Regions from separate parts of the Mus musculus genome. Here all the other regions are linked to region 1. The links are chromatin contacts, called in public HiChIP or PLAC-seq and promoter capture Hi-C maps. All regions are on one chromosome and are shown on one strand. The core of a region is the stretch at or near the end of the contact, and the rest is flanking DNA. Distances in the headings are between cores, read along the strand shown. Region 1 holds the start of Wee1 (WEE 1 homolog 1 (S. pombe)). Region 2 overlaps Sbf2 (SET binding factor 2). Region 3 holds the start of Tmem9b (TMEM9 domain family, member B).

Evidence for each region. Promoter capture Hi-C pulls out the DNA fragments that hold promoters and counts their contacts. HiChIP or PLAC-seq counts read pairs in DNA pulled down with a chosen protein or histone mark.
Region 2: an H3K4me3 HiChIP or PLAC-seq map of bone marrow-derived macrophages shows a contact between it and region 1, with 2.8 times the contacts expected there. The contact joins the enhancer-like site here to the promoter of Wee1 in region 1. A contact is called at or near these places in 4 of 39 promoter capture datasets (the 3T3-L1 cell line, hippocampal neurons and pre-B cells), 4 of 115 datasets of contacts at active chromatin or transcription factors (the 230-238 cell line, astrocytes and bone marrow-derived macrophages) and 1 of 9 other capture datasets (liver).
Region 3: a promoter capture Hi-C map of pre-B cells shows a contact between it and region 1, with 2.2 times the contacts expected there. The contact joins the promoter of Tmem9b here to the promoter of Wee1 in region 1. A contact is called at or near these places in 9 of 39 promoter capture datasets (the 3T3-L1 cell line, 3T3-L1-derived adipocytes, the C10 cell line and 6 more), 3 of 484 Hi-C or Micro-C datasets (CD4 T cells, CD8 T cells and the G1E-ER4 cell line) and 2 of 115 datasets of contacts at active chromatin or transcription factors (memory CD8 T cells and microglia).

The regions. Positions count from the first base shown.
Region 1 is chr7:110,120,735-110,125,227 of GRCm38.p6, forward strand. It overlaps Wee1 (WEE 1 homolog 1 (S. pombe)), which reads left to right and starts at 1,325. Exons shown (of 11, transcript NM_009516.3): 1 at 1,325-2,191; 2 at 3,722-3,927. The coding sequence starts at 1,616.
Region 2 is chr7:110,429,800-110,433,865 of GRCm38.p6, forward strand. The region is part of intron 13 of Sbf2 (SET binding factor 2); the gene reads right to left. Among named protein-coding and RNA genes, the nearest start is that of Gm32861, 140 kb to the left of the region's middle. Within about 2 kb of position 2,667, at least 9 of the 459 cell types and tissues checked have an H3K27ac peak or open chromatin away from gene starts, as enhancers often do. A contact at or near this core is called in bone marrow-derived macrophages, where this site is marked.
Region 3 is chr7:109,749,483-109,753,963 of GRCm38.p6, forward strand. Tmem9b (TMEM9 domain family, member B) reads right to left here and starts at 2,781. Exons shown (of 5, transcript NM_020050.1): 1 at 2,589-2,781; 2 at 531-622. The coding sequence starts at 2,696. It also overlaps the pseudogene 4930431P19Rik.

The sequences.
Region 1 (4,493 bases), core at 75-2,574:
ATCAGTCCATCAGCCTGGCCTGGCAGGTGCACAGGTCTATAATCCCAGCACTCTGGAGGTGGTTCAAATAATCGGGCTACACGGCAAAGGCAGGTCTCAAAAACAAAAATCAGTTTGACTTTTCAGCCTTTGAAGTGTTAAAAAAAGCTCACACACACATTAGTACTCCTAACTACAGTAAATGACAACAGAAGAGTATAATAGGCTATTATCCAGATAATGTGAATCTACATTAAAAAACATCAAGCTTTCTACTGATGGCCTCAGTTCCCCAAAAGTGGGTTCTAATTTCCTAGTGAAAAAGAAACCTACTTTTCTGTATGACAGTCTGGCCTCAGTAATTCCCACTCCAGCAGAGAATGCTAAAAAAAAAAAAAACAAAACCGTAACAAGGAGAAATGATTGATCATAGCATACAAAATAGGAACACACTTGTTGTAAACAGATTTAAGTTACGGTTGAGAAGGTTGTGGAAACTTATTTTTTCCTGGAAATTATGAGACAGGACCACTACAGAGCAAAGGGGTTTTAAACTTCTGGTCCTCCTGCCTCAGCTTCCAGACTGTTTGAATCACAGGTGTGTGCGCCAGCACTCACCTCTGTTACACTTCAGTTTTGTTTTGTTTTTTTTCTCTCCCGGGACCAATCAGTTTGGCTAGCGCACTCTCACGTGTAAGCGAACAAATATAAACACCACGGTTGCAGGTCAGGCATTCGGGCTTGTGGCAGGACCAATTATCACGGATAAGTCTGGCTGTGAGGGACACAAGACTGTGTGAGAGGCCACCTCTGTGTCCTAGTCCTGCAGCTCATTATCTGAGTTTCGCGCTGGGCAAGGTCCAGAGCTCGGTCACTGTTTCCGGCTCGGACCGCGACTATAGAACGTGACTGGACACAGCCACGCCCAGAACGCCCCAGGGGTCGGGCCTCAGAACCTGGGGTTGGACCAGGCTTCTAGGCGTCCCCAAAGGCTGCACGGTGTCCGGATGCTTCTGAACCCGGAGACAGGGAGGCCGACCCAAGGCCAGCACTGGGCAGTAGCCGCCGTCCTCTCGCCCCTCCTCGCAGGGCGGCTCCCGGCAGGCTCCGGTCCTCTAAACATAGACTCTGGGTGGGGTTCTGTGCAATCCAGGCCCACTCATTGGCCCGGGATGCCGCGACCCGCCCACGACTGGCGGCGCGCCTAGGCTGTGGGGCGGAGTCAGCGAGTTCCCGCCAAAATCGCGTAGCTGGTTCCTCCCCCGTGGGCTACGTCGCGCCCTCCCTGTTTTTTCAAACCGGGGCTGGGCGGGGATTGGTGGGCTGGGCCCTCACGTGGTTAACGGTCGCGGGAAGCCGCGGAACCCGAACTTGCGGACGAACTTGCGGAGCCTTTCGCCAGCACTGGACCGGCCAGTCTCCGCTGGACATCCCGCGCCGCAGCCGTCGCCGTCGCCCCGTCGTGAGCTTGACGGGCCTCGGAGTTGCCGCCGCGCAGGCCCGCTGCAGCCTCAGCCCGGCGCGCCCGATCGCACGTGGCGGACCCGCCCCCTGTGCCAGCCGCGACCTGGACGCCGCCGGCCTCTGCTCGCCGGTCCTGTGTTCTCCCGTGCTCCGCCGTGACTGCAGCCGGGAAATGAGCTTCCTGAGCCGACAGCAGCCGCCGCCCACCCGCCGCGTAGGAGCCGCTTACAGTCTGCGGCAGAAGCTCATCTTCTCGCCGGGCAGCGACTGTGAGGAAGAGGAGGAGGAGGAGGAGGAAGGCAGCGGCCACAGTACGGGGGAGGACTCGGCCTTCCAGGAACCGGATTCGCCCCTGCCTTCTGCACGCAGCCCTGCCGAGGCCGAGGCCGAGCGCCGCCGTCGCTCGCCCGGCGCGGAGCCCAGCAGCCCGGGAGAGCTGGAGGACGACTTGCTGCTGCAGGGCGGCGGCGGAGGCGCGCAAGCGGCGGGTGGAGGCGCCGAGGGCGACTCTTGGGAGGAGGAGGGTTTCGGCTCCTCGTCGCCCGTCAAATCACCTTCGACCGCCTACTTTCTGAGCAGCCCGTTCTCGCCAGTGCGCTGCGGCGGCCCAGGGGATGCCTCCCCGCAGGGTTGCGGGGCTCCGCGAGCCATGGACGACCCCTGCTCGCCGCAGCCCGACTACCCGAGCACCCCTCCGCACAAGACCTTCCGCAAGCTGCGCCTGTTCGACACGCCGCACACTCCCAAGGTAATGGAGGGGGCGGAGGAGCCGGCTCCAGGGCCTTTAAAAAAAAAGGCCGCGGCGCTGCAGCCCTGCGCGCCACTGCCCGGGTTCGGTTACATAACCGCCCCGCCGCACCCCGCTCGCTGTCCTGCGCCGCCACTCAAAAAAAAAAAAAAAGTTGGCAGCCCCCCTTTTTGGCTCTGCCTAGAAGTTGTCGGTTAAGATTATGTAACTGAACAATGGGCCTGGTCTGTAACTACTCCACTTTACAAAGGGCCTGGTCCCCGCTGTCCAGGTGGTTGAGTATTGGGTCTCGGTGGTCCGGTGTGCCAGGGTGCCGGATTGCTGCTGGCCACCTGACACTCCGAGCCATATGGTGCCTGTTAAATCCGGTGTCCGGGCCTGTAATTTGGGGGGCACGGATGGAAGGAGTTAGGTTTATTAAAGGGTTTGTTCCAACCCCCTGGACTTGTGGTTCCATGTGATATGGCATTAGAGATTCTGCGCGTCCTTTTGAGTCTCTGTGTTTACCGTCGTGAACTCATGGATATTCCAGGTTGCTTTTGATTGTCTTTCGGGATTTAGTATTACGGAAGCTTTGTGTTTATTCTGGAGTTTCCCCTGCCGTTTTGTTGGTCTGTGTGTCAAAACTAATGTGTCTTAAAGCAGAGTGTGTTCAGAACCCGTTTGGAATAGCCGGTGAATATGCATACTGTCATGGTAATACTTGAGAAGTCACAAAAACATTAAGAGTAGACAATTTCCAAAATAAAGACAGGCATGGTACCTGTAAGTTTAACACGGGAAATAAGCCCCCCTTTTTTGAGAGAACGTTTCTCTGTGTAACCTTGGCTGTTCTGGAACCTACTTTGTAGGAACTAGGAACTCAGAGATCCTCCTGTCTCTGCCTCCCGAGTGCTGGAACTAAAGGCGCCCTACCATGCCCCTCGACATAAGCCTTTTAAAGGGAATCTATTGATTTCCATGCAACTTTAGTCTTAAATCTCGAACATCCAGGTGCTTTTGTGCTTTGCTAATTTTATAGGCGGACAGGCCCAGGGCACCATCCCCCTTAGTAAGGGGAGGAGTCCAGGGAGGTGGCCTGCAAAAGCCTACTTGAGGTGGAGGTGGGGATTTTTTTTTTATGAGAGTGAGTGTTTTTATTTTTAGAATGTTAAAAGAGCCTGTTAATTTTTAGCTACTGATAAGAACTTTTTGTGTAGTCACTGCAAAAGGTCCATTTTAGGATTAGCTACGGGTTTTTACTTTGCTATCTTTTGCAGATAAGTAGTTAGTATTCAACCTGACTCCTAAGTCAGCCGCCATTGGTTTTACTTGAAGTATAACTAAGGCTTGTGTGTTGCCCCCTCCCTTGTTCTTTTCTTTCCCCAAGTCGGGTAACGGAACCTCTCCCTGCATGGGTTCTAGTGCAGAGCTTCATTCACAATGTGCTGCTTTGGGCTACATACTTGGCCACTTAGGAAGGCAAGTTGGAGGTTATATAGAGAAGACTCCAGAAGACTGGGTCCTGAAGATTGTATTTCCCTTTCCTAGAGTTTGCTTTCCAAAGCGCGAGTTATTGATTCCGGCTCTGTTAAACTCCGGGGTAGTTCTCTATTCATGGACACAGAAAAGTCAGGAAAAAGAGAATTCGATACACGGCAAACTCCCCAAGTGAATATTAACCCCTTTACTCCGGATCCTGTACTGCTCCATTCCTCAGGACGGTGTCGTGGGAGAAAGAGAGCGTATTTTAATGAGTAAGTATAGTTTGGTTCCTCTGCACACCTAAGGTATATACTATCACAATTAGGTGTCTGTCTGTCTGTCTTTCTTTTTTTTTTTTTTTTTTTTTTTGCTTTTTCAAGACAGGGTTTCTCTGTATAGCCCTGGCTGGCCTGGAACTCACTTTGTAGACTAGACTTTCAAACTCAGAAATCCACCTGCCTCTGCCTCCCAAGTGCTGGGATTAAAGGCGAGTGCCACCATGCCTGGCACACAATTAGGTTTCTACTGAATGGCATGAATGTCTTCACTCTGAAAGTTTTTCTTACATTAGCACTTAGCTCTCAGGAGACAGATAATCAGTTACAGGAAAGAAGTGGTCTGAGAAAGGGAAAGAATAAGAATTGGTGATTCCTATGCCTGGAGAAGTGGCTTAGGCGGCTTAGGTGTTGAGCTCTTGTTCTTGGGGTTTAGTTCTCAGCACCTATGTGGCAACTCACAAATGGCTGTACCTCTAGTTCCAGGGGCTCCATTGACCCTTCTGATTATTCAGGCACTAGGCATGCATGTGACTTTGATACCCACAAAACGCTTTACACAA
Region 2 (4,066 bases), core at 1,417-3,916, 310 kb after region 1:
AAAGATAGGCATGCAGAAGGCACTAAACTACTTTCCACTGCATCTATCAAGTATGATATGTTTGACATACATCAAACTAATAATTTAGTTAATTGAAAGTTTCTGGGGTAGGAGATTGAACGCAGGGCTTTCTATATGCTTCCGCTGAGCTATACCCTAACCCCATCAGCTAATATTTTTAAATACTCTTAGGGCCTGTGTGAAACTTTATCTAGCATCAGTTTAAGGAGGATTCTATTTCAAATCCTGAGCAGAGTGGAATTCATGTATTCTATAAAGTTCTCTAGGGAAGGCTGCTTTACAACTGTTCTTAGACCACTTCTAGCATTTATTATCCTTCTGCCACCAGAAAATTCCTTATTTCCACTGAACCTATGCTATTCATGGTGTAGACTAAACTCATTTGTATCCTATAACATGCTCTTGTCAGTTAAAAATGGTCAACTGTCACCATCTATTAGAACTGTCCCCCAAAATTTTTTCTGGTTATATGGCTCAGATCCAGAAAAAAAAAAAAAGGTGGATTAGGGCAGAGGATACAGTTAGCATTTCTCAGGACACAATGGAAATGAGACTGTTTGAAGTGTCAAAACACTAGATTTTGGTTCATACACTGCTCCATATGAGATGCTAGACAAATAACTAACCTAAGATAAATAATCAGCTTATGTTTATGCCTGGAATGAACACAGACATCAGCATCTGTGGTCCCTGGGACTCACTTCTTTAAGATGCTTTCATCATTAGGTATGACTTCTATCCACATTCTCAAAATGTTAATTATCAATTTTCTAAAATACAGTGGATATACTTTTTCCAGAGTGGAGAGATAATTCATATGGACCTTGAATCTCAAATCCTCTAAAGAATATTATTTCTATTTAGACTGATTTTTGTAGCAATTTAAAAAACCCTTCTTTGTACTTTATTTCAAATGAAGTAAATAGTCACCATGACAAGGTTTTAGGATTTTTTTATATATGTATACATGTATATGTTCATATGTGTGTCAAGTGTGTGTGAAGGTCTGAGGAAAGCTTGGGGTGTTGGTCCTCACTTTCTATCTTGTTTGAGACAAGCTCTTTTGTTCTCTACTGTGTAGGTTAGGCTAGCTTGCTTGCAAGCTTCTGGCATTTCTCCCATCTCTACATTCCACCTCTCCACTGAGTACACGGAAATAAATTATGGACATGGACACTACTGGGTCTTGTTATTACATGAACTCTGGGGATCTGAACTCAGGATGTCAGGTTCACATGGCTTTATCCACTGGGCCATATAGGGCCTCCTCATTTTAACAACTAAAACATAAAAAAATTTAAAGTAGAAACTTCTTAGCATCTCTATTACCTGCTGTTCTAGCAATGACTAAGGTCATTTAGGAAAATAAAGGTTACATGCAGTACTTCTAGTCAAAACCTGTAATGTGGCATGCTTATCCTTACAGTGAAACAAAGACCCATAACAAGTCAAGGGAGCCCAGAAGAACATAGCAGCTTGGATCTTACATGGCCCCCAGTGAGCCATATGCTAGGTTTCGTCATCAGCCATTGGTGCTATTGGGAATGCTAAAATCCTTAGGAGTTAGGGCCCAGTGGAAAGAAGTTGTACTGCAAAGTATGTGCCCTGAATGGGGATATTGGCCCCTTCCTGTCTCTGTTTCTTAGCCACATTGAGGTGAACAGCCTCTTCTAATATGCACACTCATCATAATGAGCCATGTCACCAAGTCCAAGATATCAGGGTTCAGCAGCTTTTCCTTAAAGTCTCTGAACCATAGAGTCGACATTAATCTTTCATCCTTGTAAGTTAATTGTTTCAGGTATTTTTTTCTAGTACTATACAGACTAACGGAGAGAAAACGGCTGCGTCAAGGTTTCAGATGTATGCAACCTTCTATAGCCTATGACTAAACGGACAAGGATTAAATGGACAAGCTGAATAGGCATCCCAGAAACAAGATTAGACATGAAAACATGATAAAACTAGGTAGCATTACAATTCAGCAGCACATTTAGGTGATCCAGTGAGTACATTGAAGTACTTGAGTTTATGTTCTCTGGTTTCAGCATGCTTGGTGCTCACATCCAAGCCTGAGCATTTCATCAGTAGGTGTGATCTGGGACAGGATGACTCGCTCATCCTCATATGTACTGACGATAGATAATACAGAACTTATCACAGACGTCTTGTGATTGCGATCACCACTATACGCATGCCAGGATCAATCTAAGGCTATTTTCTAAAACTCTAAATAACATCTATTTTAAAAAGTTCTCTATTACATGTTTTTTGTATGATACCATACGCTTAAAATGAAATGCACTCCTTTCCTTTCTAACATTGCAATACAGACAATGTATATGTTAGTAATAGCAATTGCACTTGTAGTAAAAGAAGCAACACATTTACACATACATCACTTCTTAAAAGATATTGCGCATTAACAGTGTTCTTATAAACAAATCAGAAAACCTGTAAACCAAATCTATATAATAAGCATTTGAAAACCCCATGTTAAAAGTTCAAAGGTGAGCCTACCTGTAGTGGCAGAAACATTCTACAGTAAAATGTAGACCTTAGATAGATTTGCTAATTTATGACACACTGTGCTTATCTGATGCAAATCTACTATTTGGTTTCCTAGCTGCTGTGTCTGTGCACTACTGCCCTCTAATGGGCAGCACGTTAAGTGTAGAAGACTGTATGTTTCACCTGAAACTGCCGCATGCCAGTAGAACTTGTGTGAAACAAGCAGCAAGGAAAGGAAGCTCAAGCTAGGACTTGCTGCATTCACGAGGGTCTTAGACATATCTACTCTGACTTCTCACTATCACTGGTTTCGACTGGTTCCTTAGGGTCCTGATTTCATTAAAAATTGTAATCCAGTTTTATGTCTAAAACAAGGAAATCTGTTACTTTCTAACAGTCCAAGCCAACAAACACATTTTTACTTGAGTTCAGAGAAATGTAAATTTAAATATAAAGTAATAACCAAAGACTCAGACAACTGAACACAGTGACACAGAAACAATTTTGTGCAAGTCCACCAGAATGAACAGCTAAGAAAGTCTGGCTAAGTTCAGTCCTTTCACTGGGAGTAAATTTTAAGGTTTGATGCTGCTTTTCCAGGGGTGGTCTCTGTAATCCTGCTGTAACTCACACACGGAGAGGCTCACTGCTTTTCTCAGATTTAAAAAAATTACCAACTTATATACCATGTGGTCAGGAAACATCAATTTTTTTCTTTCTTTGTCAGACTAAATGAGGGTATGCTCAGGATTTATAGAAGAGAAGGTCAGACACACATGTCAAACACACATGTCAAATAAAGGAAAACAAAAATCTTCAGACTTACTGGAAATCTAAAGTAGGCCATAGCCACACTAACAATAACAATGAAACAATAAATATTCTTTGTTAGAGGTTACTAAATATTCTAGATTAGTTGGGATATTTAAAATTGTTTCAATATCCACCACTCATACCTAGTACTCTGAAGAATAACACAAATCTCCCCAAATGTAGTTGAAGACATTATTATCACTTATGTAAATCACTCTTGAGCTGCCTGACAGTAGATGACACTGATGGAATGCGACAGTTTCAATTTTCTAACTTTATTAACCTTTTAGTGGCCACTGAGATGCATCATGGTCTCCTAACATTAACGCATTTGTGTGGAGGCTTTTCCCAGCTAATGTGCTGAACTGTGTCACTTTTCATTGGATGTGCTGAACTGTGTCACTTTTCATTGGATGTGCTGAACTGTGTCACTTTTCATTGGATGTGCTGAACTGTGTCACTTTTCATTGGATGTGCTTATTCATTTTGATACTACTAGCATTTTAAACTTGACACTTCCTTGTTTAGGGCAGATGTGGGTGTTTTCACGCACTGTGAAATATTTGGAAACATCACAGTCTAGCTGTGATAACGAAAAGTGTTTTTTGATATTGCCCAATATGATAGTGTCTCTAAGTAGAGTAGGGAAGGTTTAGTGTTTGGAGAATCAATACTTTAATGACTCCAGAGAAAGAGTCTCTACTATTACCTAATTATATTA
Region 3 (4,481 bases), core at 1,531-4,030, 370 kb before region 1:
AGGAGCTGGAGAGATGGCTTGGTTAGTTAAGTGTGCTAGCTACTGCTGCAGAGGACAGGAAGGAGTTCAGTTCCCAGCACCGGAGTTGGTCATCTTACAAGCAGCTATCACACTGGCTCCAGAGAATTCAATATCCTCTTCTGACCTCCACAGATACCCGTTGTGGACATGACCACACACAAATATTTTAAGTGATTAAAAAAATTTATACATCAGATAAAGAAGGCTCAATTTGCCTTTCACTGAAAAGAGGGAGAAAGATCCCTGACCAAAGTTTAAGAGGGCACAAGAGAGTAGCTATTGGTAGTTAGTACAATAAACTCAGTCCCATCTGAAATGAAACCTCCCCGGCCTAGAGCTTTCTGTTTAGGCTACAGTATTCCTTTAGACTTGTATCAGACACTCAGGACCCCAGTCTAAGATCTGACACTTCTGCTTAGGAACAAAATGAGACATCATAAGAACAGTCTGAGTTAACAGTAGGAGCCACGGTTTATGTAGCAGGTGATACCTTGGTCCGAGACACTTACCAATCTTTCTGAGATATATTCTTATTATAAATGTGCCCAGGATTCTCTTTATAGGGAGGGCAGATGCATTTACATCTCACATCTTCAAAATTCTGCAATAAAAGTGAAAACACTATAACTTCTTTATAGTTTATCGTCAATATTTTTTTTAAATCTACACATGTACATTTTGCTAAGTATCCCTGTCAGATATTCTAAAACCATTATAAAGATTTAGGTTTGAGAGATACAAGTTCCTAAAATCTGTAAGACACTATCTGTGCCTTATTAAACTCATTTATGAATTGCATGACAATCAATTGTGTTATTATCATCTACCTGCCACTAGAAAAGCATATCATGACAGGCAATAGGGCCTACAAAGAGATATTCGGATATGAAGGGATTGGGGAGAAGGGAATTAAAGATTATTTATAAGCAAGTCACAGGTGTAGGCTGGGGATGGGTTTAGCTCAGTGCTAACACATACGCTTAGCATGCATAAGGCCAATTCAATCTGTAACACAATAGGGTGAGGAGAGTCAGAATTCTTCTAATTTCTTCTTTTCTAACTTTTTCCTTTTGGGAGAAAGGCACTGGGCATGGATAAAAGGGGCTGAGTGAGCTATAAACAGGATGAAGATTGAGGGGCACTCAGCCAGTGCTAGAAGGGAAGTCAAAAGGGAAAGTAGTTTGAATCTTCCCATTGTCCCCCAGGAAACTTGTCTGGCAATCCATGGTTGACAAGAAAAGCAACTCCTAGCAATACGAGTTTCAGGAGGCAAAGCAAGCAGGCATTAAATGCTGCATAAATCCAAGAGATGCTTTCTCAGCAAAGGGTTGTTTATTCGAGAAGGCTGTGGCTCATTAGTCCCCACTGAGACATATCCACCACTCCTAGGTACAATGAAATGTCTGGCAGAGCTGTTGACAGGTCCTAAATGTATCAGTAACCACTGTGCCAGAGCCTGTGCTCAATGAGGAGGACTCAGAGAAGCAAAAGACACAGCTCCTGTTTCCTGGGACAAATCCTATCAAGGGGAGACGGATGTTTATATCATGATACACTACATAAAATGGTAATGTTTGACATCCATACAGAGAGTCCATACTAGAAGTATTTCAAAAGTTGGGAAACTTTTTGCTGTCCCTATTTCTGATGACACCAGAAAGACTGAAAAAAAAAAAAAAACCAAATTGCTCAAAAACACCTGCCTACCTGTGACCTATCTTTCCCAGCCCTTTATAACATTTAAAAATATTATAAAACTTTTTAAAAATGCAGTGTCACTATTTCCCACTACACCGTGGAGTCTTTCTATTTTGCCCCAAAATTAGTTAGCCCACTGGGAGGAAAGCACATGTTTTCTTGGGCCAGAACAGCTCTGGGTCACCAGAAAATATATGGGGACCAAAAGGTTTAGAAACACAGTGAGGAATAGGACACAACTTCCTGTCACCTCTCTCCTAGGCTAGTAAATTATCAGAAGAGGGGTGTGTGTGTGTGTGTGTGTGTGTGTGTGTGTTTTCCTGGAGGGGATCTTGGTGAGAGTATCAGGCTAGTGGGGTGGCCCTACAGGTCCTTCTGGGAACGGGTAGTTGCCATGAGATTCGAGCCCCCACCATGGCAAGGGAATCTGCTTATCAATGAGTTGAGAGGAGCTAGTCCCTAGTAGGGAAGACTTCGGGGAGATGAGGGTGAGGGGAGCTAGTCCCTACTAGAGAAGATTTCAGGGAGATGAGGGTTTCCCACCGTTTGGATTGGGGGCTGAGAGCTGCCCAAGTTTAAGGGTGGAAAGTTCAAAGCTCCCAGGGCTGGAAAGTTCCGGGTGTGTCCCGTCGGGGCTGGGAAGGGAAATGTCAAGAGGCAGAGGGTTATAGACCCCGCTCTGGCACTGTTTGGGGCTAAGGCTTAGGATGCTCTAGAGAGGGCCAGCCCGGGCTGTGAAGCGGGGTCGGGGGGATTTGGCTGTCGGATTGGGAGACCGGAGAGTGGGGAGCAAGTGGTCAGCCCCAGTTTCTGCCAGGCCAGAGGCAGGGGCGGAGCTCCTGTCAGGAGCCGGGCGGGGCGGGACTCACCTTGGCGGCGCCTGTCAGCTGCGCGAGCAGCAGCACCGACAGCGCCAGGCAGGACATGCTGAGCCCCGAGCCCAGCCGCAGCAGGTTTCCGCACCATAGGCTCGCCATCGCGGGAGCCAGCCGCTCCTGCGAGCCCCGAGCCCCGCGCCCGGCTCGGGATCCGGCTCGGGATCCTCCGCCCGCACTTCCGCCTGGGCCTGCGCGTCACCGTCCGCGCCGGGTCAGCTGCGAGAAAGCCTCCGCCCCGGAAACGGTTCCGGGTGCACAAGGCCCGCCACGGTCGCGGCCCCGGGGGTGCACTAAAGGCTGGGGGTCTTCCCCGGCCAGAGCTGGCGAATCCTGCACCCCAAGGGAGCAGGCCATGCGGATCTAGTCCCGCAGGCCGGGTGAACCCCATCCCCGGGAACTGCGAAGGCCGAGAGGGTGCTGTTCAGGAGACCTGACCAGAAGAGCCCGAGCGTCCTTAGATCGGAAGCCCACCCGGCGATGGAGGCTCGAGGCTCCGCACCGGGGCTTCAGTACGAACCTGCGGTCCGTGCGCCTCCAGGACACAGACTCCTGCCCGGCTCCCAACAGTAACTGTGAGCTGTCCACGCGGGTGTGGCTTCCACTAGGGGCTGACAGCCTTGGTCCAGTCTAGGACTGGGAAGTGGGCCACGGCGGCGAATCTGGGCTGGCTCAAGTCAGGCTTTGCAAGATGCGGACGCCCCTGGAGCATCCCCCGCCCAGGACTCCTGGAGGTGGAGAATCCAGGAGCCAAGCTCCTGTGAGGCAGTGCCTATTTAAAACAGTTGACCTCTCAGTCAGTTCTGGGAGCGCAGACCCTACTCCATGGGGTGTCTTTTTCTGTAGATACTTCAGGAGCACCCTGGAGAGAACATAGAGCTGCTCATTAAAATATTTTTTCCACTTAGTAGAGACTCTGGGGGTAGAGAAAGGGATGCAGCGTGCTCATCACAGCCCTTAGGGATTTGCTGAATGTCATAAGGGAAAATCACTTCCTTTCAATAAAAGGGGATTAAGTTTTATGATTTTCAATTTTTACTTATAAGACACCCCCACCCCGCCCCTTCAAGTGGTCCTTTCCTGGTTGGTGGAAATGTCTTTCTTAATTTACAGGTAGAAATTTCGCAGCGTTTTTCTGCTATGTGATTCTTGTCGATACTAGACTAGAATCTAACACAAAGTGCTATTGCATTAAATGTATTTAGCCCTTTTTTAGTCCTAAATGGCAACTAGCCCAAAGGACTAGATGCTTTCGCACCAGTTCTTGTGACAATCCTGTCACAGTGGGAATAATTGTCCTTCTAAGGGGTGTCCTACTAATCGCAGGGCTGTCAGGATAAAATTTGTTGGTGAGGTATTGTAGATCATCCTGTCACAGTGGGGATAATTGTCCTTCTAAGGGGTGTCCTACTAATCGCAGGGCTGTCAGGATAAAATTTGTTGGTGAGGTATTTAGATCTGATTGCTAAAAGCTGACTTAGTAGCCAGTTTGGATCAGTTTAGAGCTGTATGTCTGACATGTCCTTCAGATAAAGCATAGGAACCCTCCTTCAAAATTCTTTTCAGAGCCAATGCTCGTTGGATGCCTTTGATCCCAGAGGCAGGCAGATCTCTGAGACAAGGCCAGTCTGGTCTACAAAGTGAGTTCCAGGACAGGCTACATGGAGAGACCCTGTGTCACAAAAAGGAGGAGAAAGAGAAAGAGGAGGAGAAGGAAAATGAGGAAGGAGGAAGAGGAGGAGGAGGAGGAAGAAAGAAAACGAAGAAGGAGAAACAAAGAAAAAGAATTCTTTTCAGAGATTTGATGGGGGGGGGGTACAGAGATAAAGGACTGCAGCAATGCCTCAGGCTGGTGGGTTATTTTCAGTTATTTTCTTCTCTTTGTCC